Linked DNA regions of Mus musculus: regions 2, 3 and 4 are each linked to region 1. The links are chromatin contacts, called in public Hi-C and HiChIP or PLAC-seq maps. All regions are on one chromosome and are shown on one strand. Each heading gives the region's core, a stretch centred on a gene start, on an enhancer-like site or on the middle of the called end of the contact. The rest is flanking DNA. Distances are from core to core; before and after follow the strand shown. Region 1 overlaps Rad51b (RAD51 paralog B). Region 2 overlaps 4933435C09Rik (a long non-coding RNA gene). Region 3 overlaps Rad51b (RAD51 paralog B). Region 4 overlaps Gm46361 (a long non-coding RNA gene).

Region 1 (3,330 bases), core at 463-2,962:
ATCTTGTGTTTTGAGACAGAGTCTCTTGCTGGGACCTATGGCTTATCAATTAGGCTAAATTGGCTGGCCAGCAAACCTTAGGGGCCTGTGGATCTCTACTTCCCCGGGGGCTGGGATTACAAGTGGGCACCATCACATGGGGCTTTTTATGTGGATGTGAAGGTTGAATTAGATCTTAATTTACTGATTGAGCTATTTCTTCAACCCAGTTGCTCAGTATTTTTTTTAATCTATAAAATAGGGAGATAATGTCATCTACATCACAGAGCTGTGATGGCTATTATAGAAAGTTATTTATTTATTGCAATGTCATGGTTTACACCAGGGCCTGTGTGTCCCAGGCATGCACTTTTTCTCTGAGCTATACCCTGAGTCCCTTAAGAGGGTTATTTAAACAAGACACTGCGCATGGTGATTGGCACTCTGTAAATATTAGTTTTCTTCTCCAGCCTTTTCAGGGTTTGTCCTCATCAAATAGTATTTGCTAGGTATTCTAAAAAAGGCATGGCCTCAAAAACTTTAGCTCTGAATTAAGATGTGCTGGGGGGAAGGTCAGCTTTGAGCAGAGCCTGTAGAAACCAGTGATTGTTGTTTGTTTGTCTGATAATAAACAATAATGGCTTCTCTTTCCCTTCCCCTGGTCTTGGGTCTGCTGAGTCACTGTCCCAGCCCCTTGGCCCATATCTACTATGCCTGTGGAATACAGCAAAACACACACACACACACACAAATAGCTCTAATAAAGGGCAGCTCATTTGAGGGATTTTGTTTGCATTCCTGTGCTTGCTCCCCTGGTGAGATAGGAAACCTTCAATAAGACTTTTCCTAAATAATGCTGCATGTGCGCAGGGGAATTTTCTCTCTGTTCTCCTAAGAAATGATCATTTCATAAGGTTCCTTTTCATTTTTTTTTTTCTTCATCTTTCCTGTTTTTAGTGCATTCCACAAAGAGCTCGTTCCTCTGCTGGTTACTGATTGATGGTTCTGCTCTCCATGTGCCCTTTAATTTTGCAATAAGCTAACAAGAAGTTGAGACCACAGAGTTAAAGAGAATTGACTCACTCACTCACCCGGATTCACTAGCCCAACAGGCCGATTTAGTGATTTCACTGTGGTCCTGCCTGCCGCCCGCCCACCGGAGGGCAGGAGTCCACAGGAAGGGGTGTTGGGGAGGGAGAAAGAAGCATGACATCTCTTCTCAGTGGGAAGCCCTTCCAGGAAGTCAACTGCAGGGCTTGCTCCCCACACCAGGATTTGGAATTCCATGAGACATCAGCTAAGTGGAAATGGACAGTCAGTACTTACAGGTTCTCTGGGACTTTTCTTTAAAGGAGTGGTGGAATGCCATAAAAGAAAACAGCTGTAACCCACCACTGGCATTTTGATATGAATGAATTAAAAAACCAAGGACAAACCTCTGCCTCTGTTGTCCCCACCCAGCTGAGTTTTCCCCATAAGGCCAGGTGCCCAACAGGAAGCAAAGGCACTAATATAATACTTCTTGATTTCCAAACATATCAAGAATCAATCTTTTATTATTTTGCATTGCTACTGTATATATAGTAAGTGGTCTGAAAAATACAAATACCACTTAAAGTAGGAAAACAAGAACAAATTCAAATGGCTCAGTAGACCCTGAGTGAGCTACTCTCTACAGGTCCAAGTAAAACTGGAAAGACAAATGTCCACATGGAATTGGCCCCTGTCATGAACTCCTATTACAGATCCCAATTCTGTGTGTAATTGCAGCACACTTAACCGGCTCGCTGTCTGTCTGTCTGTCTGCGCTTATGTAGCAGCTTTTTCTTCGGAAACTCTTGTCATCACAGTTTAGCAGAAGTGAAAGCATTAGTAGCGTGGTTAGTGGCCAGGACAGAAGAAGAATCCAAGAATCTGTGTCCTTTCCCTTGCCCACACCTACCAGTGCATGGTTCCTCCCCAGCCTGCAAACTCAACCTTTTCAGTCTACTGAGTAGCCTACTAACTGTTGGCTCATTCCTTGCCTTCCTATTGAAAGTTTGTTTTATTCTTAAACATCTTGTTTTAGAATCATCTCCTCTCTAATGTGCGTGGATATTATATGATTTTGTGGATATGTGGAAGCCAGAGGTTAATGCCCAGTGTCTTCCTCTATCACTTCCCATGTTGTCTTTAAAATTATAATTAAGATATAATTAACTCATTTCTCCCCTTCCCTTTCCTCTCTCCAACCCCTCTTCTGTTCTCCTCCCTCCCCATTTTACCCCCTCTCAAACTCATGGCCTCCTTTTCTTTGATTGTCATTGTGTTTATATTTATATATTGTATTCTATACACACACACATATATGTATATACGTATATATGTTTAAATTGCTGTGTGTGTTCAGTGTTGCTTGTATGTGTATTATTTAAAGTCTGACCACTTGCTATTACACAATTAATTAGTTCATCCCTGGGGAAGACTAATTCTTCTCTCAGCAGTCATTAGTTGCCTGTAGTTCTTTGTCTAGGAGTTGGTGCCCCATGATATTTCCCTTTTCTCTGTTACTCTTGCCATTGTTTGGGTCTTGATCAGGTATCCGTGTTACTTCAGTATCCTGGATATAGCTTCCCTGTCATTTCCAAGAGACATGATCTCCCTGCAGACTTCCTGGTCCTCTGGCTCTTACATTCTTTCTGCCCTCTCTTCTGCAATGTTCCTTAACCTTATGTGAAAGAGCTGTGTTATTGACATATCCACTGGTGCCAGGCATCCCATGATCAGTTATTCTCTATAATTTGACTGGTTGTGATTTTCTGTGATGGTCTCTGTCTGCTTCAAAGAGATAGGATTTTTTTTTTTTGACAAGAAGTAAGAGATTGACTTATCTGCATTTAAAGAATATATATTTAGAACACAGTTTGAAATTATGCTGGTCCAGTAAATGGGTAAGGGTGGGTTCCCTTCTAAGATCTATGACCTCACTAGTCCTATGAAGTTAAGTAGATTTCCTGTGCTAGACATGATTTCCCTCCTGTTGAGCAGGACTTAAGTCCAATTAGGCATCTGTTGGTTGCCACTGTTACACCTTTAGGTATATCATACCATGCTGATCATTGTTGCAGTTCATAGGCATCACTGCTTCCACCTTATTTTGTGAACCTGGAACTCATTGATTAGCAAGACTGGATGGAAAGCAACCCCTCTGTGATTCTCCTCTCTCAGCCTCCATAACTGGCTTTTTGTAGAAGCTGATGGTCTGAATTTAGGTTGTCGGGCTTGTACAGCCAGCACTTTACCCACTGAGCCATCTTCCCAGATTTCTTTATCTGATTTTGCACTGAACAACATGGAACTTGATTACTCTGA
Region 2 (3,330 bases), core at 282-2,781, 310 kb after region 1:
TCACAGAAGAGCAGAAAGAATTTCCAGCTGTCATCAGGGCACAGAAAGTCTTCCTGACTCTGTCTGGGGCGCTCTCTCTCTCTCTCTCTCTCTCTCTCTCTCTCTCTCTCTGTGTGTGTGTGTGTGTGTGTGTGTGTGTGTGTGTGTGTGTGTGTGTGTGTTTGAGACTCTCCTATCCCTCCTCCTGGCCTGGTTAACATATCAAGTTCCTGGAGGGGTCAGCTCCAGGGCCACATGACTCCTTGCTGTCAAGAAAAGCAAGCAGGCCAGGCCTGGCAGCACAGGTCTCTAGACCTGCTCAAGAGACTGAGGCAGGACAATCTCAAGTTCAAAGCTAGCCTGGACAATTTAGCAGAAGTGAAAAGGGGGTGGGGGAAAGTACACATATATTCACATGCGTATGCTTCAATAGTATGATAGTACTATATAATATACATAGTGCATGTGATATAATATGTATTATAGAGTCCTGTGGTAGAGCACTTACTTGCCTAGGGGATATGTGACCCTTTGATTGCAGTTGTGGAGAGAGAGGGAGAAAAGCACCGATGTCATGTGGCTCCTCTTATAAGAGGTATGTATCTTAATTAAATTCATAAATAGGAAGTATAATTGTGGCTGCTACGTGTTGGGAGAAAATCATCGGTTTGTGGGAACAGAGTTTCATGTTTTTCAAGATGAAAAAGTTTTGGAGACAGATGGTGGTGTTGGTTACAAATAGGTGTGAATGTACTTAAGGCCACAGAATTGCATGTTTTAAATTGGCTGGAATACAGGCCAAGGAGATGGCTCATTTGGTAAAGCACTGCTAATGTAAGCGTGAAGACCTGAGATCAGACCCCCAAAACTCAAGTTAAAAAAGTCAGGCTCAGTGGCTTGTGCTTGTAATATCAGCTCCTAGAAGAGAGAAGCAGGGAAATCCCTAGGGCTCCCTAGCCTAGGCTACCGATGAGTTCCACACCAGTAAGACTTCTCAAGCAGGGCGATGGCTCCTGAGAAACAGCACCCAAGGTTGTTCCCTGTCCACATACATGCATTCATCATACATACATGGATACATCATACACATACACGCAATACATACGTCATACACATACATACATAATACATACATGTATCATTCATATACCATATATACATATGTGCACACACACAGCCCCAAATCATCTATTTTAAGTTATTTATATTTTACCAAAATTGGGCTGGGGTGAGGGGAAGCTGAGATAGAAAGAAGAAGAAAAGGAAGAGGTAAAAAAAAAAAAAGAAGGGAGGAAAGAAGGAAGGGAAGGAGGAAAGAAGGAAGGGCAGGAGGACCAGGGAACTCAGTTCTGATCACAGCACAGCTGGCAAAAGGCAGTCATGTGACTCAGACCCTGACTCCAAAGAGAGGAATGTCCACACATCCCTGCTGGAGAAAATGGATTCGCAGACAGCATGATAAAAGTGGGGAGCACATGAGGCCAAGCCACGTAACCCCTGGATCCTCCCCATGACTAATAACTGAGGTAATTGTGTACAACACAGACTAATCGAAGCCTTTCATTGGAAGTTACTCATTAAAAGCCTATGGCCCTTCGTAATGTCCTTGTAGGCTGTGGGTAAGAGGCCATCTCTCCATAACCTGTTCAAACACACAACTTAGTTGTTCTAAGCGAGACTCTATTTTGGGGACCTGAGCCTTAGAGACTGTCATTGTACGGCCAGATCAAGATCAATCGAGTCTGGAAATGCTTTCTGGAAGTTGCAAAGCACTTTTCCATCATCCTTTATCCTTTTAACCGAGCCTGGTTATGGAGCAAGTTAGCAATAGACAGTAAAGAAATAATACCATAGGAAAATAACCATGGCTGCTAAAACACAAAGCTCAAGTCTCCGCCACGGGTCGTGGAGGAAGCCTGCAGGAACCATGCTGAGAACCAGACAGATGTCCTTGAGTGTGGACTCTTGAGAAAAGAGATTCAACTTGGCAGGAAGGTCAACCTGAATCAGGCCAGATGTGGGTGGGACACAAAGTCACTTCTATCAGATCCTTATATTTTTAAGTTGAGTTGTAACTCACGTGATTAAAATTTACTATTTTAAAGCATATGGTCCAGTAGGTTTTAGTAATGTAGGGGAGAAGGAAAACATATTCCCTTCGCCCTTTGCCCTCTCAAGGGTCACTGGAGTGAACTGTCAGCACAGATTAGCGGGAGAAAACGGCACACACATATTTAGCTCGGATGGTGGAAAATCCCACGAGTGTGGTTACCAGCAACGCAGACAGGCAGAGCTGCCTACACATCCTTATTCATAGGACACAGGGAGGTGGGGACTACAGACAGTGCAGTAAATTATTGCAGCAAATGAACATTTGGGGAAGGGTCTGGATGAGACGCAGAGGCAGGCAGATCTGTGAGTTCAAGGCTAGTGTGGGCTCCATAGTGAGTCCCATGCCAGTTAGGACTACAAAGTGAACCCTGTCTCAAAACAAAATGAACATTTTGGGAATGTATGGGTCTAGAGCACAGACAGAGCTTAGGACAAAGCTGACCTGCCTGTGGTAGGGTAATGATCTCTAGGGGATTGTAGGAAGAAGAAGCAGGAACTACCTGCTGCTAATAGGCATAGGTACTGGGAATGTTCTAGGCACTGGTGATTGCTGTACAACATGGTGAATAAGTGAAAACAGAGAGTTTCATAGTTTAAAATTATGTCTTACGCTGGGCATGGAGGCACACAGAAGGCAGAGGTGGGTGAGTTAGAGGCCAACCTGGTCTACAGAGTGAGATTCAGAACAGCCAGAGCTACTAGTGAGACCCTGTCTCATACACAGACACAGACACAGACACACACACACACACACACACACACACACACACACAAATTATATCTTATTAATTCCATCAGTTCAAAACAAAAATTCTAAAGTATCCTTGCATTTTCTTCACTTATCTTGAAAATATCTGGATATTTTTCCTAAACATATTCCTGGTTTTACTTCTAATTTAATTTACTTTTAATTATCTGGTGATTAAATTTCAATTTCAATTTCAATTTCATTCAATTTAAAAATATCAATTTAAAATTAAAAGAATAAATGTAAGTAGTCTTTTTTTTCTTTGCAGGGCTGGGAACTTAACCTAGGTCCTCACACATGCTAGGCAAGGGCTCTGTCTTAGTCAGGGTTTCTATTCCTGCACAAACACCATGACCAAGAAGCAAGTTGGGGAGGAAAGGGTTTATTCAGCTTATACTTCCATACTGCTGTTCATCACCAAGGAAGTCAGGACTGGAACTCAAGCAGGTCAGGAAGCAGGAGCTGATGCAGAGGCCATGGAGGGATGTTCT
Region 3 (3,330 bases), core at 480-2,979, 290 kb before region 1:
AGCTGAGAGCAAGTCAGCCATGTTCCTTGTCTTTAGGGACTTAGACTTGCTGAGACAACAGAGGCAATTACTTAAAACCCATGTTGAAGTGAAGGCTTTCTCTTTTAGAATCCTCTTTCCAGTGTGAAGCAGAGACAACAGGGAGCATGGGAGAAACGACAGCAAGCCTATTTTAGGTACATGTCTGTACCCTGCATGTGATACGGGTCACATTGCCCTGGGAAATAAGCTTTAGAAATGGTAAAATAGTTGTGTGTCTGTAGTACAGATGCCGTGTAAAATCCCTTATCAGACACAAGACTGACAATATAAGAGGAATACTAAATTCCTTAAAAGAAATCTCAGTAGCTGTGGATAAAACCAAAAAATTTTTTTAAATGGCAAAAGTGAAATTTTTTAATAAAAAGGCATAAATTCAGAATACTGATGACAACCGGGCAGCTGCCTGGTGGGAAGATGGCTTCTACTGCCCCCGTTGTGTCTCGTCTTCTGGGGCTACTGGAGTGCAGCAGCTGTGTAGAAAGCAGCAACATTCACGTCAGCATGTTCTAGTCACTGAATGTGTGAGACCAGCGTCTGACAGTGTTGTTTGCTTGGTGAAGGTCACTTCTTGGTGATTGTGCTTTGGTGTGTCTGTCTCCAGCATGGTTATTTACACCTTCAAGACCTAATCTAGCCAGGCACTGTCAAAGCTTCATAGACAGATACCATCACTCTGTAGATTAGGGTTTCAACAGAGAATTTTGGGAGAGATGTAAAATTTTAGTCCACAGCAAATTATCAGATTAGAGATATTCCACCCACCCCCCATCTTCCTTTCTTATTGCTGGGAATTATCTCTAGGGTCCTGGCATGCCACTGAGTTACATTAATAGCTTTCTAGACAGAAAAAGTGCTAATTAAAAGAGTAGTTGGCAGGTTCATAGGCACGCATTTCATAGCCATGCCTTGTAACCTACACAGTGTGTGTGTGTGTGTGTGTGTGTGTGTGTGTGTATTCTTTTGCATTTATCAAATGTTTTATTTTTATTTTTTAAAGTCATGGTGTTTTGCTGGTTAAATATATTCCAACTTGAATCGTTTTAGAACTTTTGCTTATGTTAAGTTGCAGGAGAAAGCACTGGAGATGCTGGCTTAGCCAAACTATCATCTCTTACATTCCCACTTTATTCAGCCATTCACTTTTTTACTGTAACTTTCTTGAAGCCAAGTTACAGTCAAATGAAGGAAACATGTTAATAAAACCGTAAGTGTGAGGAGTGGAAAGAGATAGATTAAGAAAGAGAGAGTTGTCATCTGGGAAACACAACACCAGTGAGGTAGAGACCTTTCCCACGGTCTGTGTCCCGTGTCTGCCCCAGGTTTCCATTACTCCACTCAGACCCATTGTCCAGGTCAAAAGCGTTCTAGCTGGTCTGGCCCCCGACATTTAAGTATTCATTACCTCAGTCAGTGCATGCATATCTGTATTTAATGATGTTTGTGCTTGCTTACTTAGGGCTTTTAAACTCTTTGCCGTTTTAGAATTCAGGGTCATCAGTGTGTGTATGTGGGATAAACCCCCAACCAAACAGAAAACTATGATTTCCCCTTTCATCTGTGTCCCATGTTATACCAATGTTCCCTGAAAATAGCAACAGTTTTCTGGGAAAGGTCCCGACTGAGGCTGTTCTCACCCTTTACCCCGGCTCTCCAATTCATGTTTCCATCTTCCAGTGTGGTCATGTGCTTGCCCAAGCCTGGCTTGTGAACCGTGGAGGATATTCGTGGGGTTTTGTTTTTTAAGCCATACACTGTGCACATGATGCAGTATTTAATTTGGAACGAGCTCCAAGTTGAGTCACACGTGCTTCTTGTGGTGTTTATCTTGGAGTCCACATGTAGGAGGAAAGTATTTTTGCATTTTATACATCTGGACACTGTTCATGGTCTTTCTGTGACTTGGGAATTGTGTGTGGGGCAAAATCCAAGGAATAGTATTAAAATAACACGGAGTTATAATGAGGTCCGAGTGCAGCCCCTCAGGAGTACCCTTCTGATCCCCGCAGAGTTTGACTTTGGACGTGGTGAACTTTTTCAGCTGTGTGGTTCACTGGTGGCCTGAGTAGATTGGTGGACTATAAATTACCCGACACCCTCCCATGCAGTCCGTGTGCTGCTAGACATGAAGTCTAAACGTCTTTGGCAAATTTGGTTCTTTAAGGGGAGTGTTTTGACTTGATTTTGTATGGGGCAAGATAGGCAAACTGAGTTCTGCTCACGGCTGCCCTGCCTGCTAATCCACTGCACCTTATGAGACTTTTTAGGGTCTCTCATTGATCTTCTGCTCCTCCCTCAGTTCATGCATCCAGAACTACAGTGACCCCGAGACCATCTCAGGCTGTGTGTGAGGGTTGAGGGCGATGGAGGTGATGGTGGTGTCCGTCGTGTCTGCTGACTTTATCCTTTTTATGATCTCACACAGGAGGTTGTCATTTAAAACAGGGTAAATGTGATGTGGTTGCTCCAGTGCCAGGTTTTGGGTAGGGGTCTGCTAGAATAGGGCAGGTGAGAAGAGCGTATAGAATGTTGCTGCTCTGAGTGAGATTGCATACGGACAGTGGATAGGGTTGCTTCTTTGTCCCTCAGCCTGGTTTCCTTTAGTATCTGCATGAATTCTGTAATGCAGATGCAAGCTGGGAAGGCAGAGTAAAGCTTCAAATGGACTGGCCCTTGAATGAAAGAGGGCAATGTGTTGTCCATCATTTGGGTGGAAAGCTGTTTGGATCTTTACTTTCTATATAAGGGCTGTTTGCTTTTCCCTTCTTTCAATGTATTAAAGAGAAGAAAAATCTAATAAAGTAATTGGACCTACTGGTTATAATTCATACAGAATTTTCAAGTGTGTTTAATAGTGGTCTCTCATACAACTTTAAAGAAATGAATAATTGGAGAGGAAGGGTCACAGTTGTGTTGTAGTTTGGGACCCAGCAGAGTCCGAGGAGGTTTGAGTGATTGGGTGAACTGCTCATCTGGGAGCTGTTTCTTTTGGCTGCCTTTTGTGCCTCTCCTTGGGGACAGCCCTCCTTTACTCTTATAATGTATTTTGCAACTTTCAGTGAGAAAATAGCCATCAAAAATGAACCGTTAGTAAATAAACACATTCTGGTTCTATGATGGGAATCACTAAGTAGTGGCTGGCTTAGTTTGAAGAGAAAAGTTCATGGTAGTAACTCCGAGAGGTGACACCAGGATCATGCTTGTTTGGCGTGTTAATGAGTCCAAGAGGAAATGGTGAAATCTGCTGATGACACCAAATTGTTTTGCTTGATCTTAACATGGGGTTTCTGG
Region 4 (3,330 bases), core at 594-3,093, 260 kb after region 1:
TTAGAGGCAGCACATGCTGAATTCAAACACCGCACTTGGTATATCGCAGTATTAGGTTCAGGTCCCAACTTTATGGGTCTCTCTGAGTAAGTGGGAGTAAGCTATATATTTACCCCGTGCCTCAGATTCCTCACCCGGTAAAGGAGGACAACAATACCTACAACAGAGGGTTCTTATGAAGATTGCAAAATCAGAAGTACATGCAAAGCATTTCCCCTGGCCTAGGGAGCAAGGCCCCATTAGCTGTGGTCTTCATTATCATGGAAGCTCCTCCCATCCTCCCCCCACAGACACTCTCTGAAGCTGGCTTTGTACAATTTAAGCACATGAAGAATCGACTTTTAAACTATAAATATCTTCATCCCCAGTTCCCAGAAAGCTTTTGGTTCTCTGTCTCTCTCTATTTCTGTCTGCCTGTTTTCTCGGTCTATCTCTTTCTGTCTGTCTGACTGTCTATCTCTGTGTCTTTCTATGTCTCTCACTCTCTCTGATGTCTCTCTCTGTGTCTCTGCTTCCCCCTGTCTCTCTGTCTCCTTTTTTTCCACAAGCCCTTGCAGTCTGCAATTTAGGATAGGCATGGCTTCCAAAGTCACCATCCTGATCATCCTGAGCATCAAAGTGACCCCTCCTGTGGACATTTGCCTCACTCCAGGGATATATAAAGAGGTGCTCAGCAGATGAGGACCAGACCTTTGCAACCGAAAATTCAACTTTAAAGTTCCAAAGATCTGTCCCAGGAAGGCTGGAGGGCTGTGTGATCTACAAGGTGAGACAGGGAATTTCAAGGTTGGAATCAAAGGCTCCTGAGCAGATGGAAAAAAAAAAGAAACATAGGTATGCAGCCACCCAGACAACAGCCAGTTAACCCTTCCTTTCCCAAGCCCACTGTTGGACTTTATGAGAGTCTCAGTCTCTGAATAGGTATGCCTCAGTTTCTCCTGCAAGCATGCTGTGACACATGGCAAACTTAACTTCTTTTACATGCTATATAATATCAAGAGCAATAAGATAGTATTATTTTATTGGTTCTATATTCTGTTTAATTTTTTGCGGGGGGAACACAAGACCTTGCTATGTACCCCAGGTCGGATTGAAAGTCATAATTCTCCTGCCTCAGTCACCCAAGTGTTGCAATTATAGGCGTGAGTCATCCATCATTTCTAATTCTGATTTTCTTCTCTGACTATCAGTGGTGAAGAGCTGAGTAAGTAAGAGTTGCTGTTACTCAGCTGGTGAAGTAGCTGGGTGGATTAGGGGTTTGCACAAAGCCTGACCACCCCAACTTTGACTCACTGGGACCCAGTGGTGGAAGGAGTGAACTGACTTCTGCAAGCTGTCTCCTGACCACCGCCTATATGTGTGCCCACACGTGCACAGATGAAGAAATAAAAATGTAATCAAAATCAAAAAGAGTCATTGCTGCTCTATAATGAAAAGATCTTCACTCATTAAAGGAACCCACAACGGATCATCTCATGCCTTCTTTAATAGTGCAACTTTGAAAGACATCCAGTTAGTGGCCCAGTGGTTATTTATTTATTTATTTATTTATTTATTTTCTACCTCTTCTGGAGTAGGTGACAGACACCACAGGGGAATGTTCAAGTGAAAAGCCCAGCATCCCTGGAAGACAAGAACAGAAGCCTTTGGACATCTGCACGGGACTCCATCACCAACACATCCAAACACTTTCTCGATCTGGAGGAAGAGCCTATCCCATGTTCCACAGAAGGCCCTGGCTCCTGCCAGTTCCTCCCTGGTTCACTGCTGGGAACCACAAGAGTGGCCTCTCTCATCCCTGCTGCCTCACTGGCCAGTGGAAGGGCAGAGTTGGCAGAAGAGCCTTTGTGAGCCTTGTTGACTCTGCTGGGTTCAGAGAGGCCTTCACAGTTGACTCAGCTAAGGAGAGTTGTTTACTTCCTGCAGCCTTGAGGTCTGCCAAGCACAGGGCCCAGCTGGGCAGTTCAGTGCCCGGGTCTCTCACTCCCACACCAGTACCTGTAGAGATCAGTGAACAGCCCCTGCTAGGCCGGCCAGACTGAGTCTGCACAAGCTGCCTTGGCCCTCAGCACAGACTCCTTCCTCCCTGCTAGTTCAGCTAGCCAGGCCTGCCTTAGTGACACTCCTGGGCTGGGTTTCTTTCTTTCTTCCTGAAGTCCAGAGCCCAGTTATTTACCCAAAGAAAACAGGGAAGTGACAAGGTAACAGAGTACACATGTTGTGAAAATATGCAGGCTGAGGCTGAAGAAAAGAAAACATTCTTCCATAAGGAACTGCCTTGTTAATTCATATTCTTCCCCCTCCAGATTAGAACCAGCCATTGCTTGTGCTCCTTCAAGTACTTTCTGTGGTTCCATGACAGCTGCCTACATGGGGCAAGATTTGGCTTGAAAAATGGGCCATCGGTCATGCTTTGGGTGGGGTGGAGGTTGTGGGGGGGGGTCAGACACTAAAATTCCCAGATAACTCAAATTCACTGCTCGCTCACTCTCTCGGCGGGATACAGGGGGGAGAGAGGTGGCATGGAGAATGGATTGTACAAACGTCAAGACATAACCTGATTTTCCACAAGAAGCCACAGCTCAGTAATGAACAGTCTTTGGAATGAGCTTTTCAACTCCTCTTGAAGTTGGTTTCCGATCCCTGGCAAACCCGGTCTCTGCAGCCTTGAGTAACGGCCACAGGCTGATTCTCGGCAATTAAAAATAATATTGGCCCTGATAGAGAACTCTTGGGCACCCCCCTCCCTTACACACCCTTTTCATTACGTGCCAAAGATTACTTTCCCAAACCTGTTTCAGAACAGCTGGCCGAGTTGGAGGAGCAGGCTCAGCCCTCGTGGCCTGGAGAGAGGCTGCAGTTATTAATAGCATTTGCTCTGCCTGGTGTTTGGGGCAGGAAGAGGGTGACCTGTGTCTGTTTGGAAAGTTGGGTCCTAATCAGTTTGGGGCCTGTTCTCTCTTCCCTGCATTCTTTAAACCTCAAGCTCTATGGATAGTGGCTGAGAGAGCCCACAGAGAGGCTGGGTAGGGCCAAATAGCCTCCCTATAAACCTTCAGGCTTCTCATTTCTTCCTTCGTGGTTGTTCTCTGCCTCTCAGTGGGTATTGGCCAGAGGACTGGCCAGGATCCTTTCAAGGGAGGTCTCTCACAGAGGCCTGGGCTGCCCCTGTTAGCACTTTCTGGTAACAGAGCCTGCTGAGCCTGGTGTTGCAGCTCAGGCCTGCAAGGCCGAGTGGGATCTGCTCCCTTTCCTAAAGGCTTGAGGGTGGTGTGGGTTGGGGAAGTATTTTCAGCCCTTACTGCCACAGAGTCTGTCAGCTTCCCACGG

Evidence for each region. A called contact is a pair of places that touch in the nucleus more often than the background predicts. HiChIP or PLAC-seq counts read pairs in DNA pulled down with a chosen protein or histone mark.
Region 2: a contact with region 1 is called in a FOXA1 HiChIP or PLAC-seq map of pancreatic cancer cells. The contact joins two enhancer-like sites. A contact is called at or near these places in 1 of 15 datasets of contacts at CTCF or cohesin (the NIH/3T3 cell line) and 6 of 115 datasets of contacts at active chromatin or transcription factors (bone marrow-derived dendritic cells, bone marrow-derived macrophages, embryonic basal ganglia and 3 more).
Region 3: a Hi-C map of liver shows a contact between it and region 1, with 3 times the contacts expected there. The contact joins two enhancer-like sites. A contact is called at or near these places in 2 of 15 datasets of contacts at CTCF or cohesin (the NIH/3T3 cell line and large pre-B cells), 4 of 484 Hi-C or Micro-C datasets (3T3-L1-derived adipocytes, bone marrow-derived macrophages, embryonic fibroblasts and 1 more) and 8 of 115 datasets of contacts at active chromatin or transcription factors (DN3 thymocytes, bone marrow-derived dendritic cells, neural progenitor cells and 5 more).
Region 4: a contact with region 1 is called in a FOXA1 HiChIP or PLAC-seq map of pancreatic cancer cells. The contact joins two enhancer-like sites. A contact is called at or near these places in 3 of 484 Hi-C or Micro-C datasets (bone marrow-derived dendritic cells, bone marrow-derived macrophages and cerebral cortex) and 3 of 115 datasets of contacts at active chromatin or transcription factors (bone marrow-derived dendritic cells, embryonic stem cells and pancreatic cancer cells).

Annotation. Positions count from the first base shown.
Region 1 is chr12:79,641,064-79,644,393 of GRCm38.p6, forward strand. All of the region lies in intron 7 of Rad51b (RAD51 paralog B), which reads left to right. Among named protein-coding and RNA genes, the nearest start is that of Gm36048, 160 kb to the right of the region's middle. Within about 2 kb of position 1,713, at least 74 of the 459 cell types and tissues checked have an H3K27ac peak or open chromatin away from gene starts, as enhancers often do. A contact at or near this core is called in bone marrow-derived macrophages, liver and pancreatic cancer cells, where this site is marked.
Region 2 is chr12:79,949,395-79,952,724 of GRCm38.p6, forward strand. It overlaps 4933435C09Rik (a long non-coding RNA gene), which reads left to right. Exons shown (of 3, transcript XR_381736.3): 3 at 1-97. Among named protein-coding and RNA genes, the nearest start is that of 4933435C09Rik, 15 kb to the left of the region's middle. Within about 2 kb of position 1,532, at least 71 of the 459 cell types and tissues checked have an H3K27ac peak or open chromatin away from gene starts, as enhancers often do. A contact at or near this core is called in pancreatic cancer cells, where this site is marked.
Region 3 is chr12:79,353,027-79,356,356 of GRCm38.p6, forward strand. All of the region lies in intron 7 of Rad51b (RAD51 paralog B), which reads left to right. Among named protein-coding and RNA genes, the nearest start is that of Rad51b, 57 kb to the left of the region's middle. Within about 2 kb of position 1,730, at least 56 of the 459 cell types and tissues checked have an H3K27ac peak or open chromatin away from gene starts, as enhancers often do. A contact at or near this core is called in liver, where this site is marked.
Region 4 is chr12:79,903,173-79,906,502 of GRCm38.p6, forward strand. It overlaps Gm46361 (a long non-coding RNA gene), which reads left to right. Exons shown (of 2, transcript XR_001780641.1): 2 at 653-1,410. Among named protein-coding and RNA genes, the nearest start is that of Gm51985, 5.7 kb to the right of the region's middle. Within about 2 kb of position 1,844, at least 114 of the 459 cell types and tissues checked have an H3K27ac peak or open chromatin away from gene starts, as enhancers often do. A contact at or near this core is called in bone marrow-derived macrophages and pancreatic cancer cells, where this site is marked.